Linked DNA regions of Mus musculus: region 1 is linked to region 2. A link is a contact called in public Hi-C data. All regions are on one chromosome and are shown on one strand. The core of a region is the stretch at or near the end of the contact, and the rest is flanking DNA. Distances in the headings are between cores, read along the strand shown.

Region 1 (5,173 bases), core at 2,190-4,689, 530 kb before region 2:
CATATGCCTGTATGTATGTATGTATGTCCGCGTGTGTCGGGATGCATATGCCTATATGTATGTATGTATGTATGTCCGCGTGTGTCGGGATGCATATGCCTGTATGTATGTATGTATGTATGTCCGCGTGTGTCAGGATGCATATGCCTGTATGTATGTATGTATGTATGTCCACGTGTGTCGGGATGCATATGCCTGTATGTATGTATGTATGTATGTCCACGTGTGTCGGGATGCATGCCTGTTTTTCAGTAGAACTGACAACTCTGTGGCGCTGATTCTCTCCTCCCATCAGGTCGGTTCCAAGGATCAAACTCAGGCTTGGTGGCAAGTGCCTGTGCCTGCTAAGCCATCTTATTAGCCCAAAGAATTGTATTCTTAGAGATAAAAAGAACATATCCAAATAGTAGAGAGAGAAATGTCCTCCTTGTTGTTGGATTTCCATGAAGGAAGTGGTCATGGTCTGTAAGGACACAAGTGGATGTTCTCTGTTGAGTTATTCAAGCATCTCTAGCATTTTTGACTCTATAGGAAAGTGCATGTCTAGGGGGAGATTGAGGCCCTAAGTATTGCACGGCTTTGTTTACAGGCCAGTATTGGATAAATGTCAAGGACCAATGATTTGGCATAACACTACCATGTAGAGAGTAATGAGAAGTCCCAGAAAGCTGCAGGGTAGTGTGAAGAACTGATGGCCCTTTCTGCAGAGATTTTCTCTCCTTGTCTGAGAAACAGCTCGCTCGCATGCACCTTCCCCCCGGCTTTGAGATCCTACCAACTTTTTGACCATGGAAGCCCCAGCTTTTGACCATGGAAGCCGTCTGGATTTGCTGGTGGCCACGGTGGGGGAGGGGGGTGTTACTATGTGGATTGGAGAGGGACTCTGCATCTCTGTAGCACTGTTCCAGTGTGGATGTGGTGCAGTTCAGTCCACTGTAGCCCTTCCGGTCATAAATAAGACTACTTTCATTTCACTTGTGGAACATGCTATCCCTCGGAGTAATGACTTTCCAGTGTGCCTTTGAGCATACAAACGTGGTTTTCATTAGCTCTCTCTCCCCTTAAAAAAAGAAAGGAAGAAAGAAAGAAAGAAAGTGGCTGCAGAAGAGAATCTGAGCAAAATTAGTAAGATGTCAATAACTGCAGATGCAGCTTGCACAGTTGGCTAGAGTAGACTGAGCAGTGCCAGCAAGGCACACATCTGCCCCTTCTGAAAAGCTGGAAGGTGCGGGTCCAGCACAGAGAGGTGAGCTTTACCCTATGTGGACAAGGGAATGAGAGAGAGAGAGAGAGAGAACTTTTGCTCAAGTCTTCTTTTCAAGGAAGATTTAGAACCTGTACCAGAAAGCTCATACAACCAAACGGGAAGCCCCGAGTACTTCTGGGACTGCAGGTCGACTCACCAAGGCAGCCTGCCTGCCAGGCCACATACACAAAGAAAGGCTCAGCAGCCTCTCCCAGCCCCACATGTGCCCAGCTGCTGCAGAGGGCTGAAGGTGAGGCTCTTCTCCTGTGCAGTTTGAAGCTCTTGCTATGCAGTGGCCCATGAGAGCGGAGAAAGGCTTTTTGTCAATGTCAAAACCATACCCAATCCTGAATGCTCTTAATGATCTGTTGACTTCTGCCAGGCTCTTTTTTATTAGTCTTTGCTGTAGTTTCATTTTGGTGGACATTGGGGTGGGGGTTGGTTTTGGGTTTTTTGGGGGGGAGGGTGTTGGTTGGTTTGGGATTTGCTTTTTTTTTTTAACTACATTTCTGGGTATGAAAAGATGGACTCGGAGCAGGAGATATGGCTCAGTAGTGAAGAACACTAACTACTCTTCAAGAGGTCCTGAGTTCAATTCCCAGCACCCACATGGTGGCTCACAACCATCTGTATTGTGATCTGATTCCCTCTTCTAGTATGTCTGAAGACAGAGGATTCATATATATTAAATAAATGAATGAATGAATGAATGAATAAATAAATAAATATGTCTGAAGACAGAGCATTCATATATATTAAATAAATAAATAAATGAATAAATAAATTTTTTTAAAGAAAAAGAAAAATGGACTCTTCTCAAATCTCAGCAAAGAAAGTTACTTTTTCTCTACAGATAATACATAAATTCTTTCCAAAATTATTCTCTCTGTCCCTCATTTCAGGCTCTGGTTTATACTGTGTTATTTATATTTCTATAGAGAATACAACAACAACAACAGTGTTTTGAAATCATCAAAGAATTTAAGTCCAAGCCACAGGTTGTCCCTAACAATTTAGTGTGGGCCAAATTTAGAACCCCAAGAAAGAAGCTTGGAGTGTCCTAGGGAGGCACAGTCCTGGCCTCTTAGCAGGCGTCCTTGTTGCCATTTGGAAGCACAGCTGGTTTCCCTCTAAAATGTGGGTGGAGCTCTATATGGCTGCAGCACCTCTCCTAGGTGCAGTCTGCTTCCCCAAGATGTGCACAGCACAGCACAGCTGCCTAAAAACAAGCTTCCATTTCACGTAGCGTAGAACAGGAAATTGTTTCTGGCTTGTTTTTGTTGTGAACAGAGCAACTATTGCATATTAAAAATCCCCTGTTGTTTAATATTTGCTTGGTAATGTGCTGGACCCTAATCAAGTCCTTCTTCTCACTAAATCATGTCAACTGTGGCACTGTTTTGATTGGAAGCATGAATTGTAACATAGAAAATCTCTCAGGACATAAGCCTCTGCAGCTGTGGAAGGCTGGAGCGTGTCTTCTATGGGGACTGGAACCTGAGTGACTGCTTTAGGGGAAAAGCTAAGATGGAGTGAAACTCATAAGGTGTGCAGAGATTTCAGACAGGGTTTTATTGTAAAAGCAGCTGGGTAACAATGTGCTTATTGCAGTAGATACAGAATAGTAACAGTTGGTCCATGAATTGGCAGGCCTGCTGTCTTTTGCCTAACTTTCTAGGGGAAAAATTGAGTCCAAATGTAAAGTGTGAAATTAGGCATTGCTAGTGCTTTGCAAGTGTTTGAACTCAAGATGTGCTGGGGGGAAAAAAAATCTTCATTTCTTGAAGGCGTTTTGCAGGGTTTCTCATTACTGTCTTATGACATTAATTATTCTTGGAACAAAAGAGGTGAAAGAGTTATAAATTTTCATTTTTCTAAGGATGTGGCTGACTAGACTCTCCCCGCTGTGTTTGTAATGGAGGAGTGTCTGCCGAGTATAAAAACACGTGTGGGAAGGGCTGGATCCCAAAACATGAAAAATAAGCACAGAGAACTAAAGCTTTGCTCAAGGCCAAGGCCAAGCCTGTGCCTGCAATAGTTTGTTTCCATGTTGTCTCTTTGTTCTCCTGTTCATTCCTTCATTCAATCAATAGTCCGTTAAAACATGTTTATTGAGCATCTACTGAAGCCAGTGTTGTGTGCCAGGTACTGGGAGGTCTAGTTTAAAGGCAACTTGCCCACAAGGACAGGGACTCCCGCCAAGAATGTTCTGTCCTCGTTGCTGTAGTATAAGGAGCAGCTGGACTCCCCAAGCAGCCTTGACACTCAGCAGAAGCTCGGGTGTCTGCATCTCCTAGCACAGACCTATGTGCACTGAGCTGGTCTTTTCACTGTCAGCATCTTTGGTGTTGTGCAAAAGCTGTCTGTTCTAGAGCCATCTTCAGTTGGATGCACCTCCCTGTGACCTCATAGAAAGTGGTACTAGGCTCCAAAGTAGTATTAAAAAGAATGATTGTTAAGTAACCTAAAGAAAGAAACTATAAATTTCAAGGAAGTCTAAAGTTAACTATCAGGTATAAACACCAAGATACTTCAAAAGATGCAGGAATGTGGCACAGTGATTATTCTAGAGGCCAGAGCAAGATAGAAATTGAGGAAGAAACCTCTAAAATATCAGCTTGGTCAAGCAGGAGTAAGACGTGTGGAGACTCCTAGTCAGGGTGGAGGCAGTGGACACCGTGGGAGATATGAGGCTGGAAAACATTATCTCCAACCTAAGCCAGAGGAGGAAATGAACACAAGCCCTGGACTCAGAAGGTGAGATGCTCCAAGCTATCAACACAGCCCTCAAAACACAGTGAGGACTGAGGTCCTGCAGTCCAGGGACCAGCGGGACGATAGCATCACTGGGAAAGATACAGGACATGTGTCACCATCCTGTGTTCCACCAGGAAAGTGCATGCTGCTCCTGCCCTCATTCCTCAAGAAAGATGGCTTCAAATTGTTATGTGTTAGGTCTGAACTGTCCCCTGCAGGCTCACGCGTTGGAACATTTGATCCCCAGCCAGTGGTGCTGTGGGGTATTCTTTGGGTTGTTGTTTTGTTTTGCAGAGTAGGTCTAAGAGGGTCACTGGGAGCCTTTGGATGCTCATAGCCTACCTCAGTTTCCAGTCTGACCTCTGCTTCCTGATAGGAGAAGCTCTCCCAGGTATTCCTTTCATACAGCCACCACGCTGAAATGCCATGCCATTTCCATGATGAACTTAAGTCTCTATAAACCACAAGATGACAGAAGCCCTCTTTCATTACATTGTTTCTGTCAGTATTTTCTCACAGCGACCAGAAGAATCACTAGCAAAGTTCAGGAATGAAGTCAGATAGTGTCGGGAAGCAACAAAATGGTTGGGACCCTTTGGTTTATAGAAATGGAGGGTGGGGTAATTTATATCTGTTAAAAAGATTATACGTAAGGTCAGCATCAAATCTCAATTTTATAAACCCAGACAAAGCATTGTCAGGTATGAAGCCTGGTGATGACATTGTACTTCTTGGACCCTGGTATCCAGCAATGTGTCTGTCCTACAAGGTGCTTGTTGCAAAAAGATATTTTTCCACCATGTGAGTTTGAAAATCTCTGTATACCATGTTTTTCTTCAGGACACTCACTGTTCACATTTAATAGCAAAAACTTTCTAAATGCCATCCTTAGGAATAATTAATTTGTGCAACCAAGGTTTCCCTAAGTCGCCAGCCTTGGACTCCTTTGTTCATTTAGTTCCTTTAAGGACTTTGGGCATAACATTAGTGATGACTGGACTCAGATTGTTTTAAGGTCTCTGAAAGAAAGTTAATCTGAGACAGGGAAAGTACTGCTGGCAGCTATGAAATCTGTCACTCCCAGAGCCAGTGCTGGAAGAAAATGATGGTTTCCCAAGAGGAGAAGCCTCCAGCCATTTGTGGCTGATGATGGTAAGTGGGGAGACAGGA
Region 2 (4,834 bases), core at 572-3,071:
GACTCCTTATTTTGAAAGTTCATAAGCTCCTTTCAGTCTGCCTCCTGTTCACACTGAAGTGACTGTTAGATGCTGGTTCCTCATTCTGCAGGACTTCTATGGACCACTAATAGAACACAGGTAAGAAACATGAGACGTACCTAACAGATGTAGCCAGCTGAGCCCATGAGGTCAGTACCAAAGTTGTAGTCATCATAGTTCTCCAGAAAGACAACCAAAAGGATATAGGCAGGCAGGCAGACAGACAGACAGACAGACAGATGAGATTTGTTATAGGAATTAATTTAGGAGTATAGAGATCCCATGATCTTCAGACAGGAAAACTGGGACACGTTGGTGATGGTTCAATTTAGTCTAGACCAGAGGACTGAGAACTGGGAAATCTGAGAAGTGGTATTAAAAGATCCGACAGTTGGTCCCAGTCCCAGAGCCCAAAGACTGAAGAAGCCAGGAGCTTTGATTTCTGAGGGCCTCTAAGGGGAGAGCATGTTCTCCATCGCCCATCAAAAGCGCTCTCTCTTATTCAAGCAGATCTTGAATCTACCTCCTCACTCAAATACCTGTCTCTAGAAGCACCCCACACTCCTCAAGGAACTGTACCTCCCAGAATCTCTAACGAACTGCCTTCCTGTCCCCATGTCCTTCCATCTGATAAAGACCAAAGAGCAAAGTCCTTCCAAATGCACATCCTTTAAACCCTACCTGCCATTTAGAGGAAGAGAAGGAATGGCCATAGCCTTCTATGCAGACCCAGTAGAGAAGGAAGTAGCACCAGCTGCCCCGTCCAGATTGTGCTGCCTTGCTCAGACCATCACCACCACGGCTTTCGGCGATGCACAAACCTGGGGACACTGATCCATCTTTCAGAGTGTCCTTCATTTTGCATGTTCCAGGGAAAGCTGTCTCTGAGAGAAATATATAGGGTGAATCCCTTTTGTCTAGGCAAGTGTTGTGGGAAACACTGACTTTAAAAAGCCATCTGAAAAATTCCTATAATGATCTGCCTTCTTTCACACACTGGGAAATAGAGAAAAATGATCTAGTTTAAAAGCAATATTTTATTATTCTATCTCTGCTTAATATAAATTATATCATTTAGTTATAATAAGTGTTAATAACTATACACTCATAATTTCACATTCATAGATACCTGGCACTTGTGGCTATTTAAAAATACACTTTTCTCCCAAGGTTTCTATCATATTTGCTTTCAACTTGACCTTCATTATCCTCCTCTGTGGTCCTCACACCATCCTCTTTGATTGTCTTCTCCACTGAATCAACTCTGCTGAGGGACTGTCATGTTCAGTGTTTGGGAGAAAGTATTTGATTCACTTGAAAGGCATGGGAAATTGGGGTGGAGGGCAGAGAGTGAACCAGGAGAGACTCAAATCTCAAATCATGTGAACCTGCCCTAAATGGAAACTTAAATCCTAGAGACTGTCCCTGGGATGCTCCAACCCTGTGCTTGCTGCATTGTCTTGGCTCTGTATAGACTTCTGTGCAGTGTGGAACCTTGAGGAAAGCCATGGGCCACCTGGCCGGGAGACCTGGAGACCAGCCTTTTAGAAGAGTGAGATCCCTCTTGGAAAACAAGCTCGTCCCGGCACCTTAAGAACTGGCCGTCACAGCACAGAGCTTGGCAGCACATTTTCTCCCCAGGAGGAGAGGGAGGGAACCTTCTCTTGATATTGTGCAGCTGCGTGGCTCATAAAGCCATCACATGACTTCATCTCTGGCCTGAGAACAAAATATGACACAGAGCAGGACACATCAACCAGCCGGCGCTAAGTCAGGGAGGGCGTGATGGGAGGCCCGGGGAAGCCTGAGGCTGTCTTCAGAACTCTGCCCTGCTAAGTGTAGACTCACTTCCCATGAGTTAACAGTATCTCAAGTGAATGCTGGAGAAACTGGTGAACAGGCAGGCACCCCCACTAGTGTTGCAGATGCCAGGAGCCCTCCTTCTGGATTCTAGAGGGTCCACACTGGGGTTCTGATGGACAGGGATTTCTTCTCATGTTTAAGTTGGTTTTCAATCTTTCCTAATTTTGAAGGTGTGTGCATATGCATGTATGTATGTTTAATAACACCTATTTGAGTAGAAAGCTGAAGAATATTCCTCTTCAGAACTGTAAAATTCCCCCTGACTTCTGTATGACTCATTTGCTGTCTCTATAGGGACATGGGTTGGACCCGCAAGTGCTGCAGGTAGAGGGTTTTGAACACTGGATAGCTTTGTAAGGTCACGTTCTTTCACGTGATGACACAGGTTGCCAGGGAACATGTACTTTGCCTATTTATGTTACTTAGGACAGTCCTTCTTTCAGGCAATCAGGCACTTTTGGACATTACAATAGGTATACATGCATTTGAATTGTAACGCCTTCATATTAAGGTCTGTTTTCTGAACACTAGGGCAATTTGTTACTTAGAGGATACTTTGTGAACCCTTCTGCTGGGTGGACTCCTGAGAATAAACACTTACTTTCTTTGGCTGAAAGAAATATTCTACTGTAATAACAGACACTCTTACTCGTAAAATACAGAACTCAAGAAGAATTTCAATAAATTCTTTTAATTATTTTCCATTTAACAATGGTTTGTTATTACAGTTTATATTTAATATTTTTCAAAGGACTTTTTAAAGAACAAAGATTTCACAAAACAGATTTTCAAGAATTGGCACAATAATTAGAGGTGTAGTTTTCATTGTTCCCAAAGCCTGGGCATAGATCCGTGAGGCCCAGCACCCATCCTGAGCTCTGCTCCAGCTGCAACAGCTCCTTTCTGCATCTCTCCAGCTATGACTTTGTTTAAAGAAAGGCTGAAAATGTTAAGTCCCACCCCAGGCCAGCTCTTCCTTATTCATATGTGGTTAATCCCCTATTGTGTTGGTGACCTCAATAGCTGTCACCAGACTTGACTTTTCCCCAATGGAGGATTCAGTGACATGCTGAGACTTCCTGAGTTCAGGTCAGAATCCCTGATGCATCCTGGGAGAACAGTGAAGAACGAAATCATTAATCTCAGAATAACACCCATAGAAGGTCTCAGAACGTAACAAGGTTAGACTCGGTGTTGTGTAGGAATCAGGGATTTCTGTCATATACATCGTATTTTCAAAGACAAACGGAGGCCCAGAGAAATGATATGATTGCTATCAATAGCCAGGGCTGTTTAAACACTTGGCCTTCTGCCTCGCAGCTTGCATTCATCCTCAGCCACTTACTGAGGGCCTGCCATGATTCAGCCTCTTGTCTGGTACTGCTGTGGAGGGAGCTGAGGCCCAGCTTTGAGAGTTTTTACATTTAGTCTGGCTGCTGGTCAGGACCCACACACCAGAGTTGCTGGAGTGTGCTATTGCTGCTCCATCCACCATGGGCTGCTCTCCTCCTCTGGTCTAAATTCAAATTGATACTTCTGTTTGCATCCCATTTCCCACCTCATTCTGGTTACTGAGTACCATGTGTCGCCCCGTGACGAGTCACCCGTTGTCTTCACAGCCTTGGCATCCAATGCGCACACACATGGGCCCCATGTTTTCAGGAGTATAGATCCGATTGCTCAAGGACACAGATGTTGATTCTGTTCCTTGCTCCTAAGGAGTCCCTTGTCACTTATCTCAAATAGTAGAAACTTCTACGTGGTAACTGACCGACCTGGCTTGAGTGTCATATTGATCGTGAAAGGGGAAAGACCCAAAATGGCAATACAGACAAAGAAGAAAAGGGAGAATGGGGTTGTGTAATTTGCAACCGTTTAGTTGTTTTGTTTGCTCTGCTTGCTTAAGGCCAGTGAAACCAAAGTCATGTGCGTATTTAGCTGTGTTTCTGACTCTGTCTGAGACCATGGTCCTTGCTTTGCCTTCCTTCATCCTTCTGTTACTTCATGTCTTCCTGCTATATATTTGGGTCCCTCCACAACTTTTTAAATCCCTGTTGGAACAAGACTGTAAATTAGTCAACTGATTGGACTACAGCTGTGGTCATTTCTCCATCTTCCTTCTCAGCTGGCTACCTTTTCGGCCCTCCTGTCATGGCTTTGTCATACATAGGCTTCCAGCTTCATCTGAATGGCTCTTCTAGTCCCTGCTCCTTCCTGGCAGTCTGTCGAGGCCACCTCATCTTGGTTCTCTGTTCCCCCATCACAGACAATACCCATTGGTCTCTTATTCCTTTAACTACTTGTCTGGGCCTCTTCGACGACAGAATAGCTTCTCTCTGGCCCAAAGTACTAATTACAGCATGACTCTAAGATTCCCTCTTGACATTCATGTTTCTGTCTCAGGGAGGACTCACTTAACTCTCAGCAATGTGGCACCCTGGAGGATAAGGATGATATATTGTTTCCTGTCCCAGAAGGCTTTTACACATAATTGAGCTCGCTGACACAGGCTTGGCATAAAAACAGAAGGTATCTGATAGTGATGATTTATATTGTCCTCCTAAAAGGTTTTGGAGAGAACATTTTTAAAAATCAACCACTTTTTTTTAAATGTATATAAGTGGTTTGCTTCTATGTATGTGCCTGGTTTTAGAGGAGCCAAGAGGAGGAGGTCAGATCTTCTGGACCTGTAGCAACAGATGACTGTAAGCTGTCATGTGGTACTGGGAATCTAACCTAAGTCCTCTGGAAAATCAACCAATGCCCTTACATGGTAAGCATCTCTCAAGCCACCAAAACAAACTAATTATGGGAAATTGTGGAGAGCCGTGAGCAATTGCCATCACGAGCCTCCGCTGTGCCTAACTGGTAAACAAGTAATGTACGCAGGTGCAAGAGTAAATTCGTGCCAAGTCACTGCCCATCCCGGGGCATAGTAGTGGGGTGATGA

What was found. A called contact is a pair of places that touch in the nucleus more often than the background predicts.
Region 1: a contact with region 2 is called in a Hi-C map of uterus, with 2.9 times the contacts expected there. The contact joins two enhancer-like sites. A contact is called at or near these places in 1 of 39 promoter capture datasets (the 3T3-L1 cell line), 12 of 484 Hi-C or Micro-C datasets (cortical neurons, embryonic fibroblasts, embryonic stem cells and 3 more) and 1 of 115 datasets of contacts at active chromatin or transcription factors (fibro-adipogenic progenitors).

The regions. Positions count from the first base shown.
Region 1 is chr5:74,303,232-74,308,404 of GRCm38.p6, reverse strand. The region is part of intron 5 of Scfd2 (Sec1 family domain containing 2); the gene reads left to right. Among named protein-coding and RNA genes, the nearest start is that of Gm32064, 11 kb to the left of the region's middle. Within about 2 kb of position 3,439, at least 18 of the 459 cell types and tissues checked have an H3K27ac peak or open chromatin away from gene starts, as enhancers often do. A contact at or near this core is called in uterus, where this site is marked.
Region 2 is chr5:73,774,383-73,779,216 of GRCm38.p6, reverse strand. No RefSeq gene overlaps it. Among named protein-coding and RNA genes, the nearest start is that of Gm34960, 28 kb to the left of the region's middle. Within about 2 kb of position 1,821, at least 50 of the 459 cell types and tissues checked have an H3K27ac peak or open chromatin away from gene starts, as enhancers often do. A contact at or near this core is called in uterus, where this site is marked.